2 separate regions of the Sus scrofa genome follow, and region 1 is linked to region 2. The links are chromatin contacts, called in public Hi-C maps. All regions are on one chromosome and are shown on one strand. Each heading gives the region's core, a stretch centred on a gene start, on an enhancer-like site or on the middle of the called end of the contact. The rest is flanking DNA. Distances are from core to core; before and after follow the strand shown. Region 1 holds the start of NAIF1 (nuclear apoptosis-inducing factor 1). Region 2 holds the start of TOR2A (prosalusin).

Region 1 (6,708 bases), core at 2,284-4,783, 290 kb after region 2:
TGAAAGTTTGCAGGCTGAAGGTCAAATCAGAGCTGCCAGCTTACACCACAGCCACAGCAACGCCAAATCCAAGCCACATCTGCAATCTCTGCAGAGACTTGCAGCAACGAGGGATCCTTGACCCACTGAGTGAGGCCAGGGATCGAACCCACATCCTCATGGATACTGGTCAAGTTCTTAACCCACTGAGCCACAATGGGAACTCCGTAGAATCTTAATCCACTTAATAACCAAAGGACCAGTCCCAGATCTGGCAAAAGCAGACATACTAATGCTAGGACTTGCAAAAAACAAACAAAAAAAAAACCCAAACACGTAGAGGACCTCCCATGTGCCAGGCATTGTGCTAACCCTTTGCATTCATTAGCTCCATGAATCCCCATAATGACACCAAGAGGAAGGTAGTGTCACCTGCATTCTCAAAGAGGAGGAGTTAGACGGAAACACGGAGGGACTCGCCTAAGGTCACACAGCTCATTCAGCAGGTCCAGGCAGCAAAGCCAGGTCTCCCCAGTACCAGAGGCCAATGTGCTCATAATCACCCACCGGGCTGCTTCTGGCTAATGAAGGAAAGGTCACATGCCCCCGAAGTGCCAGCACACGGCAGGCATCCTGGTGGGACCCTCGATGGTAGCGGTTTGCAGCCACACTGGTCTCACCACCCTCGGTGCTTTCTTGACTTCCATGTCTCTTACGGCCAAGGCGAAAGGAAGCAGGAGTGGGAAGCCAGCAGCTAAAGCACCCAAGAAAGGCCTCCTGGCTCCTTAATCACCTTGGCCAATGGAATACCTAAAGGGCCTTCCGTTCCACAACAGCAACTGATCTAGACCAGTGCGCACTCCCCTTTTCCACCTCAACGTCCTTGAGAATACGACACTGGGGGCAGATGGCACACATACAGCCAGTTCCCTCAAGCCCCACTGAGAATCACTGACCAATGCAGTTCCCAGCCCATCACAAAGAGCAGTAAACAGTCATCCATGCAAACTGAACGAAAAAGTCCAACCAACCAATTTCGTTGTGCTTCGTAGGCTTGAAGGCATTCTAGCTGGGCTGTTTGGGCCTTCAAGCCTGTAGGAAGGAGTTCCCATCGTGGCTCAGTAGGTTAACGAGTCCGACTAGGAACCATGAGTTTGTGGGTTCGATCCTGGCCTTGCTCAGTGGGTGAAGGATCCGGCATTGCCGTGAGCTGTGGTGTAGGTTGCAGATGCGCTTCAGATCCCGTGTTGCTGTGGCTCTGGCATAGGCCAGCGGCTACAGCTCCAACTCAACTCCTAGCCTGGGAACCTCCATATGCCACGGGAGCGGCCCAAAAAATGGCAAAGAGACAAAAAAAAAAAAAAAAAGCCTGTAGGAAAAGGTGAGTCTTCTCCACCCCTTTTTTAATGCCAACATCTACTGTGTGCTTCCACCCCCACCAAGAAGCCCCCTTTCTCTTCTGAGCTCTTAGGGCCTCCCAACTGACAGTGCCATTATCGACATATGTGTCTTATCTGACCTACTAGAATATAACTGGCCCATCTCTTAGACACCTTGGTAATCCCAGCGCCGAGCACAGGGTCTGGCACAGAATCGCGCTAAGGTTTGAGGCGTGACCAGAGGAGCAGAATAACACCAGGAACCATGAGGCTCCTCAGCAGTGCCTGATGGATGCTCACCACCCTGGAAACTGGAATGTCTTTGTCCAGAATCGATGTCCATCCACCTATTGGTTCAACAAATGTGTCCTGCCTGCCCACGGTGTGCCAGGCCCTGTGATAAGTCCTGTGAGGATACAAACAGGGTCTCTGTCTTCAAGGACCACATAGTTCAGTCATGGACACGAATGGTGGCCACACAGTGGAGAGCAAGCCAGCCTGTCAGAAGTCCAGACTGCATGCTGAGGAAGTCCAGAAAAAACAAGATCGTTTCTGCTTGCGGAGCTCTTAGAAGGCCTCGTGGTCTTCCAAGGCTCCCATCTGACCTTTGACCCTTGGCAGCCAACCTTCCCTGGGCTGCCCCAGCTCTTGCTGGCCCTTCCCATTTAGGCTCGCCAGACTGGGCGGGAGAGGTCACTCACTCTGTGTCAGGGTGACTGTGGCTGCGGCTGCAGTGGCTGTGGGTCCAAGGGCCACGGGGTGGATCTCTGTGGTACTGGGCAGGCTGATGATGGTGGCCTCGCCCAGGAGGTTGCAGATGCGTTGTTGCATGGGGGTGAGCAGTACGGGGCTACAGCTGGGCCACCACCGCCACTGCCACCACCTGTCCCAGGCCCACCGGCTCCGTCGTCCTCAGTGGGCCCTGGGGCCTCACCACCCTCCACAGCCGCCCGGACCTGGGCAACCTTGCGACGGACCTCGGTCTTGAGATCAGACCACTTTTTCTTGACCTCGGGCAGCTCCCTGCGGCAGGTGGCCACGGCATTGACCCTTCTCAGGATGCCATGCCACGCTGCGCTCTTGGCAGCCAGAGGGACCCCGGCGTTGAAGTGGTTCACCAGCAGGTGCTTCTTCAATTCCAACTCCTCCACGATGATCTCCACCTCTCGCTCAGAGAAGTTCATCTTCCTCTTCTTGGCTGGGACAGCCATGGCCTCTCCCCACCCCGCCTTTTAAATAAATTATAATCCCCTACCCGCCCAAATTCCCCTTCTCTTCTCCCTTAGCCTCGCTCCTCACCCACCCCCTCCTACAGAGGATAGGCTGGGCTTGTCCAAGGCCAAGCACCAGGCCTTTGGTAACCCCCCTCGTTACGCAAACTGCGTAGGGCCCAGCTCCGACTCGCTCAGCCGCTGCCAGCCAGCTGCGTAATGGCTTCCTGAATCTGCCTCTTCCGCCGGGATGTGCGGAGATCCGCCCACTTCCCCTCTTCCCGCCTCCCAGAGCTTCTCCAGGGGACCCACCCTCCCGGTTGGCCGAGGCTCACAGATTACGTCGCTCACTGGTTCTTTCCATCTGTCATTCAACCAAGGGCCCGCCTATTTACTGAAATTGGCCTGATGATTGGTCTAAAGGCGTGTCTGTCGCTACGGAGCGCGCCACCCAACCTAGCCTTAATTCATTTCCATTGGAAAATAGTCATGTCGTTCAATCATCAGTTTTACGAGTTTTGCGCCGTTAAATTCAGCTCTTTTATTTGTGGTTTAGGGAGTTAGATTACCAAAACTCGGCCTCCTGAGGATCTCTAGTGCTTGCGGCCTGAGATGTTGGCCAATTAATTTTTAATTCCATCCAGGTGCGCAAATTCTGCCTTGCAAGCGCATCTCACAGTTGCTCCTCACGTAAATCCTACTTCTCACCGGATATTACAATCTCTACGAATAGGACAGCTCCTCCAATCTTTACGATTCCTTCATCTAAACCACGTTTCTCAATGGAAATATGACACGGGGCCTTCTGCCTGCCAATCACAAGACTTGTGCCTATCACAGCGTGACTTCCTCTCTCGGCCGGACCCAGCCAATCCCCACCTCCCTCAGTTTGAATCGGCCCCTGGCTGAGCAGAGATCGCCCGCCCTCTCCATTGATCTGGGTAAGTCCAGGGCCGCGTGGGCAGTTCTTGGGGAGGCTCCGCCTCTCTAGGTGGCCGTCCGGTCTATGAGTGGCGGGCGTCGTGCCTAGGGGCGTGACCATCCAGGCGGCAAGAGGCGGGGCCGGGCTCCCGGAAGCCGCCCATCCGGCCAGCTTGCCGGCATCCCTGAGCCCGCGCTCAGTGTCTGGGGACACCCGCGTATCTTTCGTGCTCTCCCCGCCGGCCCGTTGCCCTTGCCTCGCGCCCGATGGTGAGCAGTGTGTTGTGCCGCTGCGTGGCTTCCCCGCCGCCGGACGCCGCCGCCACCGCCTCTTCGTCCGCCTCGTCGCCGGCGTCTGTAGACCCGTGCGGCGGCGCCGTCTGCGGGGGCCGGACCACCAGCTGCGCCTGTGGAGCCTCTTCCAGACTCTCGACGTCAACCGCGACGGCGGCTTGTGTGTCAACGACTTAGCAGTGGGGCTTCGGCGCCTGGGACTGCACCGCACTGAGGGCGAGCTCCAGGTAGGCAATGAGCTCTGTCCGCGTGGGCGGGGAGGGGACTCCCTTCGTTCCCCAGCACCTTCGGGAGGTCCAGGTGACAGGTCTGGTCTGCACCATCGCCTTCTTGGGCAATCCCTTGGAGCTTGGTTGTCTTGGTGGATGACCTCTCGGGTGGGCTGGGACCCCCTGGTGACAGATGGCACCCCATTTTCTGGTGGGAGTGGAGCTCCTTCTTGACCTCTGTGGGCTCTTGGGCCAGGAGGAAAGGCTCTCCTGGCTACAGGTGGGCACTCTCTGGACATTCTGATGGTAGAAAAGCCCCTTTCTGGTCGGGCTTTCCCCAAAGTAGAAGGTCAAATCTCAAAAGTTTGCCTTATGTCACCTTCTGACCTCAAGAGTAAGCTTTGATGCTCCCCTCTACCCTTCATTAATGGTTTCATCCATCCTCCTCCAGGGACACCCCTCACTCGCCTCTCCCGCTCCCTTCCATGCCGCCTGTGGGCCCTGATCTGGTTCCTCTCAGAAGCATGTGGAAGTTAGAAAAAAAAAAAGAAACTGGGGTTTCTGATGAATCTGGGGGTGTTGAGAACTGATGATTCTCAGGAGTTAGAGCCATCCCGTGGACACGCTGATTCAGAAGATGGAATTGTGATCTCTTACAGGGTTGCAGATTAGAATGAAAGAATTAGGGGGAAATCCTTCCTAAAAGTGAAAGTGTGACCCACCCAGGAGGGGGTATTGTTACTCTTGTCCTCCAATAGGCTCCCAGCCAAGGAGGAAGGGCAGACAAGAAGTGCTGTCCTTTCAGTATTAAAAACCTCAAGCAGAGGCTGTTTCTCTCCCTTCTGTCTCTCATGGTATGTTTCTCCATCTGACTTTGTAGCTGTGGCTGTCCTTTTCCACATGGTTCATCTATTATGGCTTAGCCCGATTTATAAACCTGGAGGAAAACTAATGAGCCCTTTACCTAGTAACCTGTTTCTCTTCGAAGTTTGTTCCTTTGGTCTGTTTATACACAGCGCAATTAGAGAATCTCTCAGAGCTAAGAGTGGGGAAACATCTGGTCCAATCCCTGTGAATTCAACCAATTTATGGACTGGGTAGTTTAACGTGAAGTGTTTTAAACTCATGTCCAAAATATCTTGGCTCAACATCCAAGATGTATAACCTACTCAGGATCAGCCTAGGAGACCAAGGGTAACCCTGTGCAAGAGAGAATCACTGGGTTAAGTCCGGGAGCAGAGAGACAAGTTTAAAAAAAAAAAAACAGAAAAAATCTTCGAACACAAGTTTTATGCAGAATGTTGTTGTGAGCTGGATATTTTCCAATCCATAACTGATGAGTAAGTCACTTGGAAAGACAGGATGGCTAAACTCAGAGGGCCTGTGCCTTTTGGCTGAGGGAGGTGTGTGCCTGTGCCTGGGTGACCCTTACTGCTTTCATGAATGTGGCCACCTGGTGTTTGCCACCTTGCCACCGGGCACATCTGTGCATCTGGCTTCAGGAGTGTATACACCATGCTTTGTGCCTCATCTGGTGTTCCAGTGTTCCCTCGATCCATGACACATTTGGTTTTCTGTTTTGTTTGTTTTGTTGGTTCTTTAGGGCCTCGCCCGCGGCATATGGAGATTCCCAAGTTAGGGGTAGCATCAGAACTGTAGCTTCCAGGCTATACCATAGCCACCGCAACGCTGAATCCTTAACCCACTGAGCGAGGCCAGGGATCGAACCCGCAACCTCATGGTTACGAGTCAGATTCATTTCTGCTGCGCCACAATGGGAACTCCCTCCATGGCACATTTGATACTGGTCCAAATCCAGTTTTTGGGTTTTGTTTTTGGCAGTAAGTGTCTAAGGGCAAATAGGGAGAAGTGGTGGTTTTCCTTTCCAAGGTTGAAAGGAAACCTTTTGGATTAACCAAAGGGAGCCTAGCCTCTTGGGGCCACATTGGCTCTAAAATCTTTAACTCTGTGGCTAAGTTCTATCATCTGGTGTGTGGCTTTAATATGGACTCTGACTATTTCTACAACTCCTTCAGCTTGTGAATGTGAAATTATACAGCTTTGAGAGATTGGGGAGAATCCATTTGATTCATTTACTCCCTGCGAAGGAGCCCAAGAGCTAGTCCTGTGACGAATGCTTTAAGTAGTAGAGAAAGACAGAGTTCCCAATGTGGCCTAACAGAATCGGTGCAAGTTCGACCTCCCCCCCCTCCTGACAACAATGGGTTAAGGATCCTTGATGCCGCAGCTGCGGCTTAGGTCACAACTGGGCCTCAGATCTGATCCCTGGCCCAGGAACTCCATATGCCCTGGGGCAGCCAGAAAAGAAAAAAAAAAAAAAAAAAAAAGAAGTATTAGAGAAAGAACCTGCCTTTTTGTAAATAGCTGGGCGACAGGAAGACAGCCTGGCTTGTGAACCCTCCATACCACTTCCTGCTGCAAATAGTATCAGTATTAGCTAATGCAGAAAAAGTAATGTAATTTTGCAGAACCAGCAAAGTCAAAGAGAATTTGGGGCCCTCCGTTCAAAATGGGTTTATCTGCCATGGGAATAGGCATTGAAAAACACAACCTCAACCTTTGGCAGCTGCTTGGTGTGACCACCCCCCATCCCCACCCCCCCAGGACCGGTCTGAGATGCTAGGGTTTGTGAGTGCTTATCAGTGGGTGATGGGTAAACCCAGGCCTCGTGACTGCACAAAGTCTAGCTTACTA
Region 2 (7,175 bases), core at 2,471-4,970:
GCCTGGACGACCTCATCCCGTGGCTCCAGGCCCAGATGGGCCAGCTCGTTGAGCACACAGTGCCGCACGTGGTGTCGCTGGAGCGGTAGGAAGGGCACCAGGACGTCCAGGAGATGCTCTTCCATGATGCCCGAGCGCCAGAAGCCATCTGCAGGCGGGAGCAATGGGGAGAGGCTGTGCTTCCCGGGGAAAAGCTGGGCCCCGCCCCCAAAGGGAAGGAAGCGCGGGAACTCGCTGGGTTGTGTGTGTGTGTGTGTGTGTGTGTGTGTTTGGTTTTTCTGGCCACCCCCGAGGCACATGGAAGTTCCCCGGGCCAGGGACTGCATCCAAGCTGCAGCTGGGGCAACATGGGATCCACTGCACTGGGCTGGGGAGCGAACCCAGGGCCTCCACAGCGACCTAGGCGGCTGCAGTCAAGCTCCTAACCCACTGCACCACAGCGGGAACTCCAGGAATGCACTGGTCTTAATCCTTCAGTCACCTTCCGGGTGGTGGGCTCAGGGAGGCCTTCTGACAGCTCAGAGGGACAAAGCCTGGGCTCGCAGTACCAGGCAGCGGGCCGAGCATCACACCCTGGAAAGCCTGGCCCACCTCAGGGAGCACGGCCTGCCCCCAGGTGTGACCTGGGTAAGGCATCAGCCCTGATCCACCCAGGGGTGGGGTCCCCCGCCGAACTCACGGTGCGGGTTGTCCATCACAGCCTGGGAGACGACTGGCTCCAGCTCCTGCAGGCGGATCTCCTCGCGGTCCCGGCGGCTGCGCCACGCCTCCAGGGCCACCTGGTTGATCTGCTCGCCACCAGTGTTGCTAAAACCACGGGGGACGCAGACAGTGAGGGCAGGATGTGGCTCTTGCTTCCCCAGGGCCACCTAACTTGACCTGAGCCTGGAGGCCCGGCTCAGTGCCAGCAGGAGGCAAACCAACTGAAAACGCCACAGGAACCATTGCCTTCCCTGGAGCTTGTGTCCCTGACCGTGACCCCTGGAAATTTGCCTATACACACTCTGCCCTGAACAGTTTATAGGACACTTTTAGGTCCCTTAAAGGACTTTCCCTCCTCGTTCCACCTCGAGGAGGACAGTGGGGAATTAGGATTGGCCCCGCTGTTCAGAAGAGGAGATGGGAGCTCAGAGAGGGAAAGTGATTGGCCTGAGGAAACACAGCGAAGACTCTCAGAGGTGGGAATGAAACTCTAGCTTTGTTTCATTCCCACCTGTGTCCTCTGGGTCTCAAAAGAGGGAAAAACCTCTTAACCCAGCAGGGGTTCCACAAGGAAATGAGGTTTAAGAGACTGAGCCCAGAATGGGCTTTGAGAATGTCAAAGGGAAGCCAATGACCTTGAATGACAGAAGCACCAGTGAGCGTATGGAGGATGCTGGGAAAGTCCAAATGGGCCTTTGGGGAATGGTATTCTGCAGTGGGACCACAGGCCAAGACTGGATAGCTGAGGAGTTCCCATTGTTTCAGCAGAAACAAATCTGACTAGCATCCATGAGGACGCAGGTTCGATCCCTGGCCTTGCTCAGTGGGTTAAGAATCCGCGTTGCTGTGGCTGTGGTGTAGACCGGCAGCTACAGATCCAATTCTACCCCTCGTCTGGGACCTCCATGTGCCGCTGGTGCGGCCCTACCTAAAAATAAAAATAAATTAAAAAAGACTGGAGAGCTGAGACCTCTGAGAAGTGTCCCCGCAAAGCCAGCCCTACCTGATGAAGATGAAGATGGCTTTGCGGTAGTTGGTCCCATAGACAACCCAGGAGGAGCCCAAGAAAGGTCGCAGGACCTCTATCAGGCCTGGGGTCAGCTTGTCCATCTCATCGAAGAGGAAGAGGGAGCGGCTGCAGGCAGTGAGATTCCCCTGGATCCAGCTCTTGAGATCCTTCTGTGGGAGGCAGGCAAGAGCATGTGGGGGGCCTGGAGATGCTCCCCCGGCCTGGACTTCTTCCCAAGGCAAGAACTAATCTCCTTCCCAAGAAGACAGGTCTCCCAGAGAGCCCCAATCCCTTAATGAGACTGAGGGTGAAACTGTGGCCCAGAGAGGGGTAGAGACTTGCCCAAACTCGCACAGCAAGTTAGCAGGAGAACAGGGACTCAGACCCAGGCCTCACACCTGCCTGTTCAAGGCTCCTTCCCTGAAATCTACTGCTTTCAAGAAAAGGGATAGGCTCCTTCCTGCTTCCTGAACCTGCCCAACAGCGTTGACAGCTGAAACAGATCAGCCTGGAAGGTACCTTGCATTCAACAGCATCAAGAGTGATGTGAGCTAATATTTCCTGGGGGCTTACTCAAATTGAGGCTAAGTGCTTTACAGAGAGAGGATAATGCAGACAGACTGGCAAAGGTAAATGTTCAATAAAAAATACCTGCGAATCTGTAATGTCCCACACAACAACCCTAGCAGGTAGGTGCCATGACTGCTCCCCAGGAATTAAACCGAGAACTCCCTGCCAGATGGCACCATCCCAAGCTCTGTTCAGGATGGGTCCTGAGAGCTGAGGCTTCACCTGGCTGTGTGGCCTGGAGCGAGTAAGGGATTCCCCTCTCTGGGCTCAGGTCTCCCTCCCTTGGGTCTGGCACCCCACAGGACAATGGTCTAGGACGCCACCAGCCTACCTTGTAGCGCTCCATGTGGCTGGGGTGGGGGAAGTGGATGACGGGGGAAAAGTGATGCACATGGGGGCTGCGGAGGCCACCCCGGAAGAGGTAGTGTGCCAGCAGGGAGCTGACATAGGACTTGCCGTGCCCGTCCAGCCATGCAGAGAGAGGACCAGCGGCTTGGTGGGGGCTGGGTCCTGCACGAAAGCCTTCAGTGCCTTCACCACCAGCGCCCTGGCCAAGTGCTGGCCCGCCAGGTGCTGGGCCAGGTCACACTCCAGACCTAGGACCACAAGAAGGACAGTATCAGAGCTGAGGACACACGCCCACCACGGAAGAGGTTCAGGAGGCAAACCACGTCTGGAACCTGGTCTAAGGATCCGCGTGTTCTGGGACAGTTTTACGAGCGGTCTGCGGAAAGGGAGAGTGGCCCTTGGATTCTCTGGTCATAGGAGCGACCCTCAGGCCTGACTCAGCTCGGCAGCGCCCCCATCAGGTGGCCCTCTGGATTGCGTTCGGACCTAAGGGGGTGCGAGCTGTCAAGAGAATCGCCTCCAAATCCCTGCCCATCTCCAAGGCAGGCTTCTCCCTTGACAGCCAGTCCAGTGTGGAGGCATAAACGCCCCCCACCCCTGCCAAGGCCCAGCTGTCAAAAGACCCTCTCCATCCTGGCAGGACTGTGCCTAGACCCCAGATAGGCATCCCCAAACCCTTGTCCCAAGCCCCGTGCCCTAAGCTCCCAGGGTCCCTCAACGTCAGGCCCACTTCCGGCCTTGGCCGCCCGTAAGTTTGGGGGTCCTGCCCCCCGTTCTCTCCTCCAGGTCCGGCCCCGGAGCAACCCTGGGTTCCGAGAGCTCCCCGGTCTACCAGCTCCCCCAGTTCAGGCTCCCGAGGCTCCTCACCCTGGAAGTCTGGCCGGAAGTCACATTCACAGAAGGTGCCGAAGTTGCAGCGCAGCGATGTCAGGTCCCAGGAGGCGGCCGCGGCCGAGACCAGCCCAAGCAGCCCGAGGAGCGAACTCCAGAGGCTGCAGCCGCACGTCGCAGCCGCCATCCGGGTGAGGCCGGAGCTGGGTCTGAGGCCGCCAACTGCCTCGTTCGAGAACTACAACTCCCGACGTGCATCGCTCTGCGGCAGCCACCGTCTGTAGCCTACAACTCCCGACTCCCCTCTCTCCCCTCTCAAAGGCCCGCCCCTTGGTCGTCCCGCTGCAGGACCGGAAGATGATCTACAGGGGGAGCCCGCGAACCGTCCAATCCAGGACTGCGGCTGCGTTTCCATGGCTACGGTAACTAGGGGGACCATCACAGTAGCTCCGAAAGAATAATAAATAAAGGATTATGACCACAAAGGGTGACGTAACAATTGTAGCAAAAACTTGTGGGGGCACTTTACACCTTGCAAAGCGCCCTTTCCGTGCTCTTTTTTCTCTTTTATATGATAAAAGAGCGCTGATAGATTTTGGTGAACACCTACTATGTGCATTAGTGTGAGGCGCCTTATATATCTTGTGATAACCGTACCTGTCACACAGAGGAATGGTGATATTTCAAGGAGGTACAGGCACATAAAGTGTGTTGGCTCACAAAGCAATCAATAGATGACCATTGACAATCCATTATGAAACATGGCTGTCCCTTATGTAGCAGCTGCTATGTGCTTTAACATCAAGCAAAAGGGATCAGATCTGTTATTGTCCCCATTTACTGAGAAGGAAATTGGGACCCAAGAGGTTAAGCCCCTTATCCAAGGCCACCTGGCTAGTGAACAATAGAACAGAACCCAAATCTGGCTGCTGCCAAAGATCTAACACACCGTCACCCATCCTCTCTTGGTCAAAGGCAACGGATCTTGGACAATTCAAATTCAGTCAATAGGCTCCCCAGGCCTCTAGTCTGGCCTGGCATCATGTGGATCTACATTGCCTACCTCCCCAACCCATGAAATCAAGACAACTGCTTTCGTGGCTCTCCTCAAAGATTCCCTGCCCCATCTACCCTTTGTGGTCATAATCCTTTATTTATTATTCTTTCAGAGCTACTGTAATGGTACACACACACACACGCACACGCACACACACATATGCATGCACGCACACAGCACGCAGCAAGGATTTCTGTGGCCACGTTTCAAAACCTGAAAAGAAATTAGTGGTTCCCACTTTTGGGAGCAGAAAAGGAAAGAACTCCAGGTCAGGATGCCCAGATTCCAGCCTTTCTCATTCTGAGGCTGGAACCAAGGGCAAGTCCCTTCTCCCTCCAGTTCTCGATCTCCCTAGGGGAGCTGGAGTCTTAGATTTCAAAAAGCCCTTCCACTTCAAGTATCTGGGATCCTTGGCTGTACCTTTGTGCAGAAGCTTTGCTATGGCTTCTGGAGGAAGGGAATGGGGTGGGGGAGGGGACGGGGGGCAGGATTTCTCTGTTTGGAATTAGTTACCTTCCCTACTGGCCTGTGGGCTCCTCCAGGACAGGAGCTGGGTTTTAGTATTGCCTGTAACTCTGGCTCTGGGTACAATCTGGAATGTTTCAGGTGCTAAATAAGTGTTTGTTGAATGAATTTTTCCACCTTTCACGTGAGAAAAGATGGTTCCTTCCACCCCAGGGCCCCCTGAGAGATAGAAGAAAGTCATAAAAGTTTATTATATGAAAGAAAGAACGTGGTTTCTGTACATCTATTTACATAACAGACAGATGTATTTACAGCCAGAGGGAGGCCTGGGTGTCCGTGGGGGACAGATGCCTGGAGAAGCAGGAGGAGGCGTGAGAAGCCTCCCGCCGCTCAAACACAGGGCACCTCAGCGGGAAGTGGAGAAGCCGAAGCTGGAGGAAGAACCAGGCATTCCAGTTCTTCCTGAAGGGAAGCTCGGTGAATGAGTAGCAGGTGGGATGGAGCCCAGAGTCCACGTAAGACCCTGGCGGTACGAGGGAGATCCTGGGTTGAACCCAGAACATTCTCAGGCTGATCACAGTGTCCCTGGGGTGCTCTGGGGAGAGGTCTGTGCCCTTCTGGCCCCATTGCTGCCCGCAGCTGCAGAGGGGAAGGGTCCATGGCGGGGGTGTCACAGCTCGCTGGAGCGGACGGCAGGTTCCAGCTTGTGTGACAGGGCAGTGAGGACCTTGTCAAACTTCTCGTAGCGCCGGGCCTGGCTGCTGCTGGCACCCTGGCTGCCCCAGAGGAGGCGCATCTGGAACTCCGTGCTGAAGACCTCGAGGAGCTCCGGCCGGGCCTGGAACCCTGCAGGGTGGGGCACAGGGGTCAGGGGACTGCTGTCCAGCTGGGGCGGCTGGGGCTCCTGCTCAGAGCCATCACCTCCCTTGGGGCCCCATTCCAAGGGACCTCCCCCCACCTCTGCCAGGGACCCAACAAGGTTAGTTGAGGAACAAGACCAAGCAGTTCAGCACCTAGTCTCTGTCCTACTATTGGTAACACATAGTTTTATTTATTTGTTTATTTATGGCCGCACTGGTGGCATGTGGAAGTGCCCAGGCTAGGAGTCGAATCCGAGCTATAGCTGCTGGCTACACCACAGCCACAGCCACGCAGGATCTGAGCCTCGTCTTGCAACCTACACCACAGCTCCCGGCAATGCCAGATCCCCACCCCACTGAGTGAGGCCAGGGATTGAAGCTGCATCCTCATGGATACTAGCCAGATTCGTTTCTGCTGTGCCACAAAGGGGACTCCCCCTGCAATGAATTTTTATGACTTAAACATTTCGTAAAGACGTAGGAGTTCCCGTTGTGGCTCAGCAGAAATGAACCTGACTACTGTCCATAAGAATGCAGTTTTGATCTCTGGCCCTGCTCAGTGCATTAAGGATCCAGAGTTACCGTAAGCTGTGGAATAGATCACAGGCACAGCTTGGATTGGGCCTGGCTGTGGCTGTAGGGTAGGCCAGCAGCTGTAGCTTCTATTCAACCCCCAGCCTGGGAACTTCTACCTGCTGTACCTTCAGTCCCCCACCACCCCCCAAAAAGGAAGAAGTAAAAGGTGGATTGTCTGAAGGCACTCTGTCTCTTCTCCATTTCAAGCAGCTTGTGAGCTTCCTGAAGGCAGGGCAGGTCTGCCTCAACCCCAGGGTCCCAGGGCGAGTGTTTTGCAAAGAACCTTGCAAAGTGGGCCTGTTAGGATGCCCACTTCACAGATTAGAAAGCTGAGGCGTAGAGAAGCTAAGATACATAGCTATGGTGCTCTTTGAATCACTCTGTGTGTCCCCCGCCCCTCGCCCGACCTGGTGCCTGCCAGTAACAATCATCAAACTTTCTGAATGAGAGAAGACAAGGGGTGAGAAGAAGAGGTCGGGGAGATGGGGCACAAAAGAGGGATGGAGAAAGGTTGAACGGATGCGTGGAGGAGAGGAGAGAGCAAGTCACGCGGAGGGAGGCCCCCAGATGCCACCTGTGACTCACCCTGCAGCTTGACCTCGGCGTTGGTGTGATACAGGCCGCCGTGGTGTGCCACTGTGCGGGCGGCCTCCAGGTGGGCCAGCACCACCTCCACGCCGTGCTCCGTGCTGCCCCAGGGCTCGGGGCCCTCGGCTGGGGCCGTGTCGCACTCCAGCAGAGTGATGAGCGGCAGCAC

What was found. A called contact is a pair of places that touch in the nucleus more often than the background predicts.
Region 1: a contact with region 2 is called in a Hi-C map of liver, with 3 times the contacts expected there. The contact joins the promoter of NAIF1 here to the promoter of TOR2A in region 2. A contact is called at or near these places in 2 of 47 Hi-C or Micro-C datasets (heart right ventricle and liver).

The regions. Positions count from the first base shown.
Region 1 is chr1:268,527,995-268,534,702 of Sscrofa11.1, forward strand. It overlaps NAIF1 (nuclear apoptosis-inducing factor 1), which reads right to left and starts at 3,534. Exons shown (of 5, transcript XM_003480616.4): 1 at 2,212-3,534; 2 at 2,060-2,209. The coding sequence starts at 2,569. SLC25A25 (solute carrier family 25 member 25) reads left to right here and starts at 3,758. Exons shown (of 11, transcript NM_001164510.1): 1 at 3,758-3,879; 2 at 3,882-4,011. The coding sequence starts at 3,758.
Region 2 is chr1:268,233,758-268,240,932 of Sscrofa11.1, forward strand. TOR2A (prosalusin) reads right to left here and starts at 3,721. Exons shown (of 6, transcript XM_021069354.1): 1 at 3,497-3,721; 2 at 2,743-2,877; 3 at 2,613-2,740; 4 at 1,706-1,881; 5 at 680-807; 6 at 1-148. The coding sequence starts at 3,647. It overlaps SH2D3C (SH2 domain-containing protein 3C), which reads right to left. Exons shown (of 13, transcript XM_021069362.1): 12 at 7,004-7,175; 13 at 5,210-5,828. The coding sequence ends at 5,653.